Linked DNA regions of Gossypium hirsutum: region 2 is linked to region 1. The links are chromatin contacts, called in public Hi-C maps. All regions are on one chromosome and are shown on one strand. Each heading gives the region's core, a stretch centred on a gene start, on an enhancer-like site or on the middle of the called end of the contact. The rest is flanking DNA. Distances are from core to core; before and after follow the strand shown. Region 1 holds the start of LOC107953045 (protein mago nashi homolog). Region 2 holds the start of LOC107895611 (poly(rC)-binding protein 4).

What was found. Hi-C and Micro-C count contacts between places; a contact is called where the count stands out from the background.
Region 2: a contact with region 1 is called in a Hi-C map of leaf, with 1.9 times the contacts expected there. The contact joins the promoter of LOC107895611 here to the promoter of LOC107953045 in region 1. A contact is called at or near these places in 2 of 34 Hi-C or Micro-C datasets (hypocotyl and leaf).

The regions. Positions count from the first base shown.
Region 1 is chrA08:8,986,510-8,991,749 of Gossypium_hirsutum_v2.1, reverse strand. It overlaps LOC107953045 (protein mago nashi homolog), which reads left to right and starts at 2,894. Exons shown (of 3, transcript XM_041075819.1): 1 at 2,894-3,541; 2 at 3,937-4,113; 3 at 4,671-5,015. The coding sequence starts at 3,323. The coding sequence ends at 4,730. LOC107896308 (uclacyanin-3) reads left to right here and starts at 1,715. Exons shown (of 2, transcript XM_016821487.2): 1 at 1,715-2,083; 2 at 2,162-2,652. The coding sequence starts at 1,930. The coding sequence ends at 2,541.
Region 2 is chrA08:9,501,082-9,506,519 of Gossypium_hirsutum_v2.1, reverse strand. It overlaps LOC107895611 (poly(rC)-binding protein 4), which reads left to right and starts at 1,799. Exons shown (of 9, transcript XM_016820885.2): 1 at 1,799-2,405; 2 at 2,495-2,596; 3 at 2,793-3,023; 4 at 3,164-3,222; 5 at 3,324-3,421; 6 at 3,536-3,648; 7 at 3,776-3,838; 8 at 4,014-4,090; 9 at 4,628-5,003. The coding sequence starts at 2,076. The coding sequence ends at 4,640.

The DNA.
Region 1 (5,240 bases), core at 1,645-4,144:
ATTTGTTTAAGGATGAAATTTAAAGGTTAATCCGATATTTAAAAAGATTTGGATAAAATTATAAGATTTAAAAAGGTGAATTTTAATTAAAAAATCAATTTAAAATATAAATAGAATTCAAGCCCCGGTATTTAAATAATTTGAGAATTAAATATACAGTAAAAAATATTAAATTGTTTTATCTAATGATTTAATACAAGAAAAAAACAATATACAATAGTAGTAAAAGGAATATGAACAGATGTAAATGGGTCTGTTTTAACATTTAAAACTATTAACAAAATTTACATGATACATATTTTAATAAAATTAAATTTATATAATTATACATTAATACTGTATATTAACATTGTTCAACCCATGAATAGTTTTATTGTATAATTAAAAGTATATATTTACCAAAAAGTGGCTGAGTGCAATAGTAAGCCACAATATATTTTTATTAGAAGGGACAACTATAAATTCTGAATATGGATTGTAAAACGAATATGAAGAATGTAAAAAATATATTGGTTATAGTTTATTGAAGATAAATAAAAGAGGGGGGATGTTTTACCAACTCCTTTAACGTTTCATTTGTTAAAAGATATAATAACAAACTCTAAATATAAATCGTAAAATGAATATGAAGAATATAAAAAATATATTTGAATATAAATTGTTGAAGATAAACAAAGGAGGGGCTGTTTTACCAACTCCACCAACTCCTTCAAGGTTTCATTTTCAAAGTACATGGCCATTATCATATGATAACTAATACTCCAATAATTTTCAGAAATATAAAATGCAGTTATGGTGAGTTCATCATATGCCTATTGCTAACCAATCCATACAGATAATAGGAATGCAATGATTTATTATTATTATAATAAAATATTAAATGTTTGAATTGATTAGCATCTTTTTGGTTGGTGATGTAATGGCCAACGGGTTAGGTTTTTTTTATTAAACAGGGTCTAGTTATGGTTTTAGTCGCTGTATTATGTTAAATTTTAGTATTTGATTTTTTACTTTAATTTGACATTACTTAGGCTTCTTTTAAATGGTATTATTAGTAAGTTTAAATTGATAAAATAATTAATTACCGTCATTAAAGTGATGAAGTAAATTTTTTTTAATGTTATTTAAGCACACAATAAATATTTAAAAATTTACATATAAGGCGGATGTACATTTTCATTTTAATAGCAATAACTAATAGTATTATTAATTTAAATGTATTAATTATTAATAATATTATAAAAATAGAAAAATCAAATTATATCAAATTAAAGTAGATAAATAAAATTAAAAAACACTAGTAAAACCAAAATAGATCCTTAAAATATAATTTAAGACATAAATTTGGTGCATAAACAAGACATCAGTTTCAACCTGTTTCAGTTACACAAGTTCTCCAAAGGTGGTTAGGTTAGAGATTCTAGATTGTATTTGTTTAGGCTGAAACTTTTGACTCTTATCTAATAGGTACAAATGTTAAAAAGGAAAATGACTTCACCAAATGGGTAATGTAATGATAAAAGATTTGTGTTAAAATTAAATTAGAAATAAAAATAAATGTTGATTTTTATTCTGCAATTTCACCCCATTAAATTCTATACAAGTGAGAGAGCAAAGATTATAAAAAGTCCCACACAGAGGCTGCTAGCTGAACCTATCAATACCCTTTTTTTCTTTCTTATTTGAATCAAAAGGCAGCAATATATATATATATATTCAATTTGATTTGGTGAGGAGGAGATGGAAGAATATTAATTAAGCTAACATTAATTATTGGCTTTAGTAAGAATAATAGAGAAATTGCTTGACTTTTTGCTTCTATAAATCATACTTTCAGCCTTCTATATAACACAACATAACGTGCTAAGAGTCCCTTCACCGTCCTTTATTTTTTTCCAACTAAAATTAGGCTTTAAACTTTATAACATTATGGGTTTAGCAGCAGCCCTCCTCTTCCTCCTCCTAGCAGCTCCGGCGGCTTTTGCCGAGCAATACACCGTAGGAGACAGCAGCGGTTGGACCACGACCGGAGATTACCAAAGTTGGGTTCAAGGGAAAACATTCACCGTAGGCGACACACTTTGTAAGTTGCTTCCTTACCAAAATTAAGCCAAAGTAAGATAACAATATGAATGACCCTGTTTGTATTTTTTCGTTTTAGTGTTTACCTACGGTGGCAGCCACTCGGTGGAGGAAGTATCCAAGAGCGACTACGATAATTGCAACACCGGCAATGCTATTAAATCCTACAGCGATGGGAACACTGTCATCACACTGTCCAATCCAGGGGCAATGTATTTCATATGCCCCACCATAGGTCACTGTGCTGGTGGCATGAAGCTAGCCATCAATGTTGTAGCAGCTAGTGGCAACTCACCCTCCACCCCCTCTACTCCGTCTGGTTCCACCACTCCTTCCGGGACTCCCCCCAGTGGTGGTACAACAACTTCTCCCCCGTCAACACCTAGCGGAGCTCCGAGCACCGTGAATTATGGTTTTATGGTAGCCTTGTTGGGAGCCGTTGTTGGAATTATGAGCTAGGGGAGAGGCAGTGCTATTGTTTATTGGCTTATTTGCTTTCGTTTTCGTCAATATTCTGTGTGATTTTATTTTATTTTTCCTTTATGAACCAGAGATGGAGATTTATGTTTTTATGATCTTCTAAATAATTTGCCTTAAATTATGATTAAAAAACAGGTCTTTTATCCTATGTTCATCACAATATATATATTGAGCCTACGAAGTCAAATTTATAAGAGATAAAAGGAATCTTTAAGACTTGGACAATTACAGCAAACCATAATTGTTGTATTAGTTTGGTTCAGTAAGACATCATTATCATTATCATTATATTTTATTAGTCAATCATACATCGACTAAACTCCAACAATAGTTTGTAGTTTTTAAAAATACCCAATATAAAAACATGTTTTTGTGAGTTAATTTGGATGAATAATGTATTTATCTCTAATTAGTGTAAAAACAGTGATAATAGCGTAGGGTAAAAAGTAAAATAAACGCACTGCACCGTACCCAATAGTACATCTAAATCTCCCTAAAATTTTAAAGGTTATTTAATCAATTCTAATTTAACTTATTTAATTATACTCTACATTTCTAATTTTGAGGATATCCTTAATTCATACTGAGATTATGCATGGAGGAGATTAAACGGCCCAGCCCAAACAAAACTTGGGAGGCCCAATAACTAGGTGGACCCATCAATATATCCAGAAAAATCCCTTGGACTTGGAAGTGTTTTCAGTGTTGTTTGCTTTCTTTTCGAGAATCTTACAAGAAAAAAAAAAGAGAGGGAAAAACAATGGCGGCCGAGGAGGAGAGCGGAGAGTTTTACCTCCGTTACTACGTAGGGCATAAAGGGAAATTTGGGCACGAATTTTTGGAGTTCGAGTTCAGGCCGGACGGGAAGCTACGATATGCTAACAACTCCAACTACAAAAACGACACCATGATCCGCAAAGAAGTCTTCCTCACCCCTGCCGTTCTCAAGGAATGCCGCCGCATCATCACCGAGAGCGAGGTCTCCTATCCTTTTTCAACCCTTTACTTCGCCTTAATGCTTTCCTTAATTCTTTTCCACTTTAATTCAACTTTGCCTAGGGTTTGGGATCAAAAATTAGGTTTTCTTTTTCTTGTTTTCTCTATGTTTTGCTTAAATAACGAGTTTGTATTTATTGTCTTTTGTTTCCAGTTCTGATTGATGTAAATATTTTGTAATTTTCTGATTTTACTGCAGTTTTTCAAATTGCCCAGCTGGGTTTTAGGTTAAAAGATTTAGTTTTAGTTGATTATTTATTTCTTCGATTAATGGTAACTTGCGGTTCTTTCGACGCTCAGGATGGTTTAAATTTGCAATTTTTATTAATTATGGTTCTTGATATTATTGTTCAATTCTATTGGGCATTCTTTGTCTAGATCATGAAGGAAGATGACAACAACTGGCCAGAACCTGACCGTGTCGGACGGCAGGAGCTCGAGATTGTGATGGGGAATGAGCATATTTCTTTCACTACTTCAAAGATTGGGTCCCTTGTTGATGTTCAGAGCAGCAAGGATCCCGAAGGGCTTCGTATATTTTATTATCTGGTTCAGGTCAGTTAATAGACATTGTCAATCTGCTGTTTTGCTCTCTTCAGTCATGTTGTGATCCCCCTTTGGGCCTTTGTATTGCATCATTTAGTATAGGGAAAAGGTTCTAGTATATTTTCTCTTGTTTGTTGCCTCACTCGTTCTTTAACACGGTAATTTGAAACAAAGATGGTTTTGTTTTCATTGATGGATGCTCCGTGATTGATTTTTTTTAATTTATTTCTGCTTTGGCACTTGATTTCTTGTTTATTTTATTTAAAAGTACAATGCTGAAAGGCAAAGCTAAAGTTTATTTTGTTCCTCTTACAATGTATATTTGAAACGAGTTACCAGCACGGTTAGTATCCATAATATATAAGGGTGGTAATTAGATGCCTTTTCATGCTTGGAATCCGACCCTGGCTTCTTCCATGGTTTATCTGATTCCTTGTGCTCATGCATATACTGATCCACGGATGTTGGTTCTCTTATGCATCCTAAGTTTATAGGATGTGCTATTTTCTGCTTGTCTATAATATAGACTCTATATCTGACCTTGTTCACTTTTTTATGTACTGCAGGACTTGAAGTGCTTTGTGTTCTCTCTTATCTCGCTCCACTTCAAGATCAAGCCTATTTGAAGATTGATAATCCTCTTCCATGCAGAGGTGTCACAAGGGCTGTTTTCACTGTTCCTGCTATTGGTATAGCTTCCATTTTGCTTTTAATTAATTTAAATGGTTAAGCTAAGGGTATGTTTGTAGGAGTGATTACAGTGATTTTGGAACTTTGGGGGGAAATGTAGGTCTGAAATGGAAATTTCTGGTATTTAGGTATATTAAAGGCTTTTTCTCCATTGACTATTTAGGTATATTCCTTGAATTATTATCATGAATTAACTTTTTAATCTAAAACTTTTTGAGCTAGCTTTGGTTTGATGATTAAATTGATCCTTACATGAAATGGATTCGCCAGTGGTGAAAACTCTGTAGAAGATGAATTGAGCCGGTTGAACCTCTGATTGAAAACTTTGGTGATGAAAACCTGACCAATTTGTACAACCATGGCTTATGTTATACGTTCTTATAGGTGAATTTCATCTTTACTTTGCGGAAACTAATTAGTTAATCCTTCAAATATTTCATATATGT
Region 2 (5,438 bases), core at 550-3,049, 520 kb before region 1:
TCTAGAGTTTATTGCTATAAATATCACAAATCAAGTCGGTTTCAAAAGTTTTTTTTTCATTGTGCAAGAAAACTGTTTTCAAACCATATTTTTTCCAACACCATCGTGGTGTAAACTATCAATGACACATTCACATGCTTGATATCGAGATTGACTAATAATTCGGATGAGATACATTGTTGAATTCTCAGATCAGAATATGGTGTTTATTCAAGTTATAGTATGAAATAATAAAGTTTATTATTTAGTTAATATTAATTTTGAAATCCTTACATAAATATTATATAATTAAAAAATGTAAAAAACTAATCTAGGCTTCCGATCGTTGGCCTAACAGTAACTGGATATCTTCGAGCTCTTCTAGTAGTCCCACATAACTCGGGCTATGGTTCCCCCTATTCAAATAATATTTTTTTTCAAAAATCGGCCTAATTAAATAATATTATGATAATTATATTATAGAATTAATTTTACCCTGTTATGAGTGAGAAAGTATAATGATAGTCAGCTTGGGGACGTAAAAATGGTAGTCTAAACCATGCCCATGACTGCAAAAAGAGTAAACAACCACCAATTTTAATTTTTTGTGGTTGTGTCGCCTGACACATCTCTCGGTACAATGTTGCCAACACAACTGACCCCAAACTAAGTAGATCCACTTCTTTTAAGTCGATGAGTTGTAGCAGACACCTTAAATGTACAAGAGTTCGAGATTTATTAGGCATTAGAACACCTCCAATTAACCTCAGGATGTAAGCTTGGGTGTGTCGTTCTCTTTCAAGGGGACTCGAACTCTCATGGAGATTTTGGAAATTTTCTTCCAACCATTTCATCTTTACCGACTGCCGAAAAACTTGTTTGACACCTTACCTAACAGTTGCTCTCAAATGCCACTCCAATCGTCAACAAACACTAATCTCATAACGACTAGCCTATCCACCGATAAATCAAGCTGTAATTGTACATCCTCGAGTGTGATTGTACACCCATCGTATGTAAAATGAAAAGTGAGTGACTCGAGTCTCTATCTTTCCACCAATACTTTGATAAGTGTGGGGTCCAATTTACACCCTTGAACATACAAGACACGTGTCAGAATCTTACATCTTCCAAATAGGGTTCAATCATACGTGATGGCCTCGAAAATAGATTGTGTATATGTCTCCAAAATCCGAGCTTCGGCCTAATTATAAAAAAAAATCTTTTTAACAACTTAATAATAAACTTAAATAAAATTATAAAAGTTAGAAATATTTTGTTACCTTTTACAACTGGAATGCGAAGATGTGGTTGTCATCGAAATGAATAAGAGTATTTACCATTCCCAAAATTAAGTTAACACAAATAAAAATCGAAAAACAGAATCAAATCAAGACGAACTTGAGAGAATTTAAATTTAAATTTTATAATTAAAATATTGAGAGACTCAAAAATTTTGAAAAAATTAGATTTGAATGAAAAAAATGAGGAAAAGATTTGAGTTTATATAAAAATAAAACTAGCTGCTTTTTTATGACAGATAAAAATTCGACTATTGGAGAGATTATTGTTGGATGAAAATACGTCCAACTCTTTTTTCAAAATCGATCTATTCCATTAAATATATAAATCATTTTAATCTGACATTTTTTTTGCTAATTTAGCCGTCAAATAAATAGTAATAGCAAGAATATTAAAAAAAAATGAACAATATTAAACCATTGACACGTGGCGTAAAGCCAATTATGACAACAAGCCAAAAATTTCAAATGTAAGTAAAAATCTAGCTATAATATACACGAATGAGACATTAGATTTCAAAAAAGAAGTCATATATGCATTATTTTTATTTTTATTTAAGAAGAAGAAGAAGAAGAAAGAGAGTGAAATTAGGTGAAAGATTTGTGTTGCGGGTTGTGGCTCGGTGCTCGTGACTTGTTGTGATCCGAGTCTGAAGTTCCAAATGCCCTTTTAGCGGGGTATATATGTAAATCCACACTCTGAAACGATTAAAGCCCTTGACTTCCAAGCTTCTTACGGATTCGTTCTTTTCTCTTTTTCCATTTTCTTGCTCTGGTTTTGCCGAACCAACGGCGATGGCTCAGCCTGGTGAATTCCCTGTAAACCCCCCAATGCGACCCGCCTCCCAAATCGATGTTCAACCTCTCACCGCTGTCCAATCCCAGCCTATTCCCCCAAAAGACCTTTTATCCACTGCCAAGCGCCGTCGCGACGAAGATGACCCCACGGCCGCCTACGATACAGGCGAATCGGCTCCCAAACGACAGGCCAAAGCCCAGGACGTCATTTTCCGAATCGTTGTTCCTTCGAGGCAGATCGGTAAAGTCATCGGCAAAGGAGGTCATAGAATCCAAAAGATTCGTGAAGACACCAAGGCCACCATCAAGATTGCCGATGCAATCGTCGTAAGTTTAGGAATATCATGAATTTTGTTGTATTTCCTTTTCTCACTTAATTATTCCTTTACCCATACTTTTGTATTTGTTAATGTCAGCGACATGAAGAACGTGTCATCATTATAAGCTCTAAAGATTGTGAGAACATGGTTTCTGATGCGGAAAATGCACTTCAACAAATAGCTACCTTAATCCTAAAGGTAACCCTTTTTTTCTCTATAATCTCTCAGTTATTTATTTTATTGCCAGTTTAACTTTGGTGATAACTGATAAACAAAGATGATGAATTTCAAGACACAATTACACGCAAATTTTTGTTTTATTGTTAATTCTTCATCGGGTTTATTGTTGTTTTTTGAACTGTGGATGTTTTGCTTGGATTGTATTTCTTAATAGGAAGATGATGGTAGTGCGGAGGCAGCAAAGGTAGGTGCTGTCAGTGCGGGACATGTTGCTGCAAATACAATAAGACTTTTGATTGCTGGGTCGCAAGCAGGCGGCTTAATTGGGATGTCCGGTCAAAACATTGAGAAACTGAGGACTTCCTCAGGAGCCTCAATCACAATTCTTGCTCCAAACCAGCTGCCATTGTGTGCATCGGCTCATGAATCTGATCGAGTTGTTCAGGTTAGATTTTACATGGTTGAAGCTTAATGAGATAAGCTTGCAAATTTTATTTTTTAAAATATTTGAATCCTATCTTTATATTGCTATACTGTTTGTTTGTTCTGATGGCTGGATTATGATTGAATTCTTATTGGCAACAGATATCAGGCGATGTTCCTGCTGTATTGAAGGCTCTGGCTGAGATTGGTTATCAACTCAGGTATAAGTTGAGTTTTGCTTGAGTTTAGTTCCTAAATACGATGAACTAGTTATCATGCTTGAAGATGAAATATTCAAAACTTTTGTTGGATCCTTGTTCAGGGAAAACCCACCACGTCAAGTGATTTCCATTAGTCCAGCATATAATTTTAACTTGCTTCGCCCAACCCTTCCACAGCCATTTGTGGACCCAACTTCAGGTTATTCAATATTTTACGTTACTTATTTTTAGCTTTCAACCGCTACATTATGTGGCTATCAAGTTTTAATATTTTCTTATAACCACATCATCTTTAGGACAACCACTCTTGCAGCTGATTATGTAACTTTCGAGATGGTGGTTTCGGAGACATATATTGGTGGATTGATTGGAAGATGTGGCTCCAATATTTCAAGGATCAGAATCGAGTCTGGAGCAACCATAAAGGTAGGCAGATGGCTTGTTCTAACTTTCTCTGTGGATTCAATCTTTAGTTATTCTTGGTCAAGTATCCATGTTTACGAATTAGGAGTGACTTTCTTGAGTTCTAAATACATTAGTTCTACTGTTGCAGGTTTATGGCGGGAAAGGAGAGCAAAATGTGAGGCATATTCAGTTCAGTGGTAGTTCTCAGCAGGTAATTTTTTTTATAAAGGCTGGAAGATTCGGCATTTTTTACCCCAAAGATTTGTTGAGATATGCGGAGGTTGTTGACATACTAAGATTGCATGTTAAAACCAGAATAAAAGCTCTGCTCAGCTGGATTTGTTTGTCATGTTTCTCATCTTGTTTTAATTATGGATGTCCCTTAGGTTGCCTTAGCAAAGCAGAGGGTTGATGAATGCATATATTCTCAGATGATTCAACAAGCTGGTACTCAACCACCAGGGTAATTTTTCCTACTATATTTGTCTTTCCATCTTGTCATTTGGTTGGGAATATATTTAACAATTAACACAAAGAAACACTCTTACATGATAATCATTAAAACTCTGTTTCTATATGTCATTGTTTGCAGATTTAGTTTACAGTATCCATGCACACTTATGAAACTTGGGCATGTATAATGAGCACATTAGTGCTCAAAACTGGGTTTTAGGCTTTTAGCACCAAAGTGGTACAATATTGCCTGATAATCCATTAAACACCAAGTATTTCATCTCAACATGTGTTTAAGTAGAGTCTGTATTTGAGGAAGTTGCTTATCATGGTATCATGTTCATTATAGGTATAATCTATGGTCTTTACTATCTGTACTATTGATACATTATCTTATTTGTCGTTATGTTTGACTATTAGATGTTCCTTTGATGACAAAATCTTATGATGTAAAAGTTTTAAAGATTGTGCAATTTGTGTCTGCTTGTTTAGATACATATCCAAAGGTTTTCTGGTTCTTCGCTAAGCTAACACATATATCTCTCAGTTTGCAGATGTAATGAAGGTGCAACTGAATATCTTTGGGATCATTAACAGTTGAAGGCTAGTATTGTCTCAATGTTGTTTCACCTTCTGACCTTGTAGCTAAGATTGCAAAGTCATTAAATATTGGGTGGCTTTTGTTTCTTCATGGATGAACAAGTGATTTGCCAGATTATAATTTGCTGTTTTTCACATATAGAGCAGGCTTGTATTCTACTAATTATTGAAACTAGAAGCGGTGGTGGATGAAGGTTGAAAGATCATAACATCGAAATTGACATAACATGATTAGAAAGTCGGAATGGTTCATCATAACTGCTTTGGTTGTCAATATTTTTGCTTCAAAATTTATCTATTCCCTCTTCCTTTTGAACACAATAGTTTTGGATTTATATACTATATATACATATATGTACGAGCCTTTGTGTGAAGTGTTTAGTATAATTATTCTTTTTAGTGGTTCATTCCATTGCTATCTCTTGCAACTGTTTGGAGGCTGCTGCTGTAAATTAGTCATGCTGCCGATAGACCCAAAGAACCCTTAGATCCGTTGGATTCACGGCCACCTCATAGTCTCAAGCCATCAGTGTGCTGTGAAAAGCCTTTAAATTCTTCCTTTCACGGACAATAACAAAAAGTCTCTTTTCAAGCCGCATCCAGAAAAGAGCAAATGAAAATTACGTTTTCAAAAGATCAAACTGTTGCCACGTCTCGGACATGCCTCATCAACTGCCAGAGCAAAACGCTCCGTGACAAGTTGTCTCTTTACTTTTTTTAAAGTGTTAATAACAAATTGGAGCACTTTTATCAGGAGC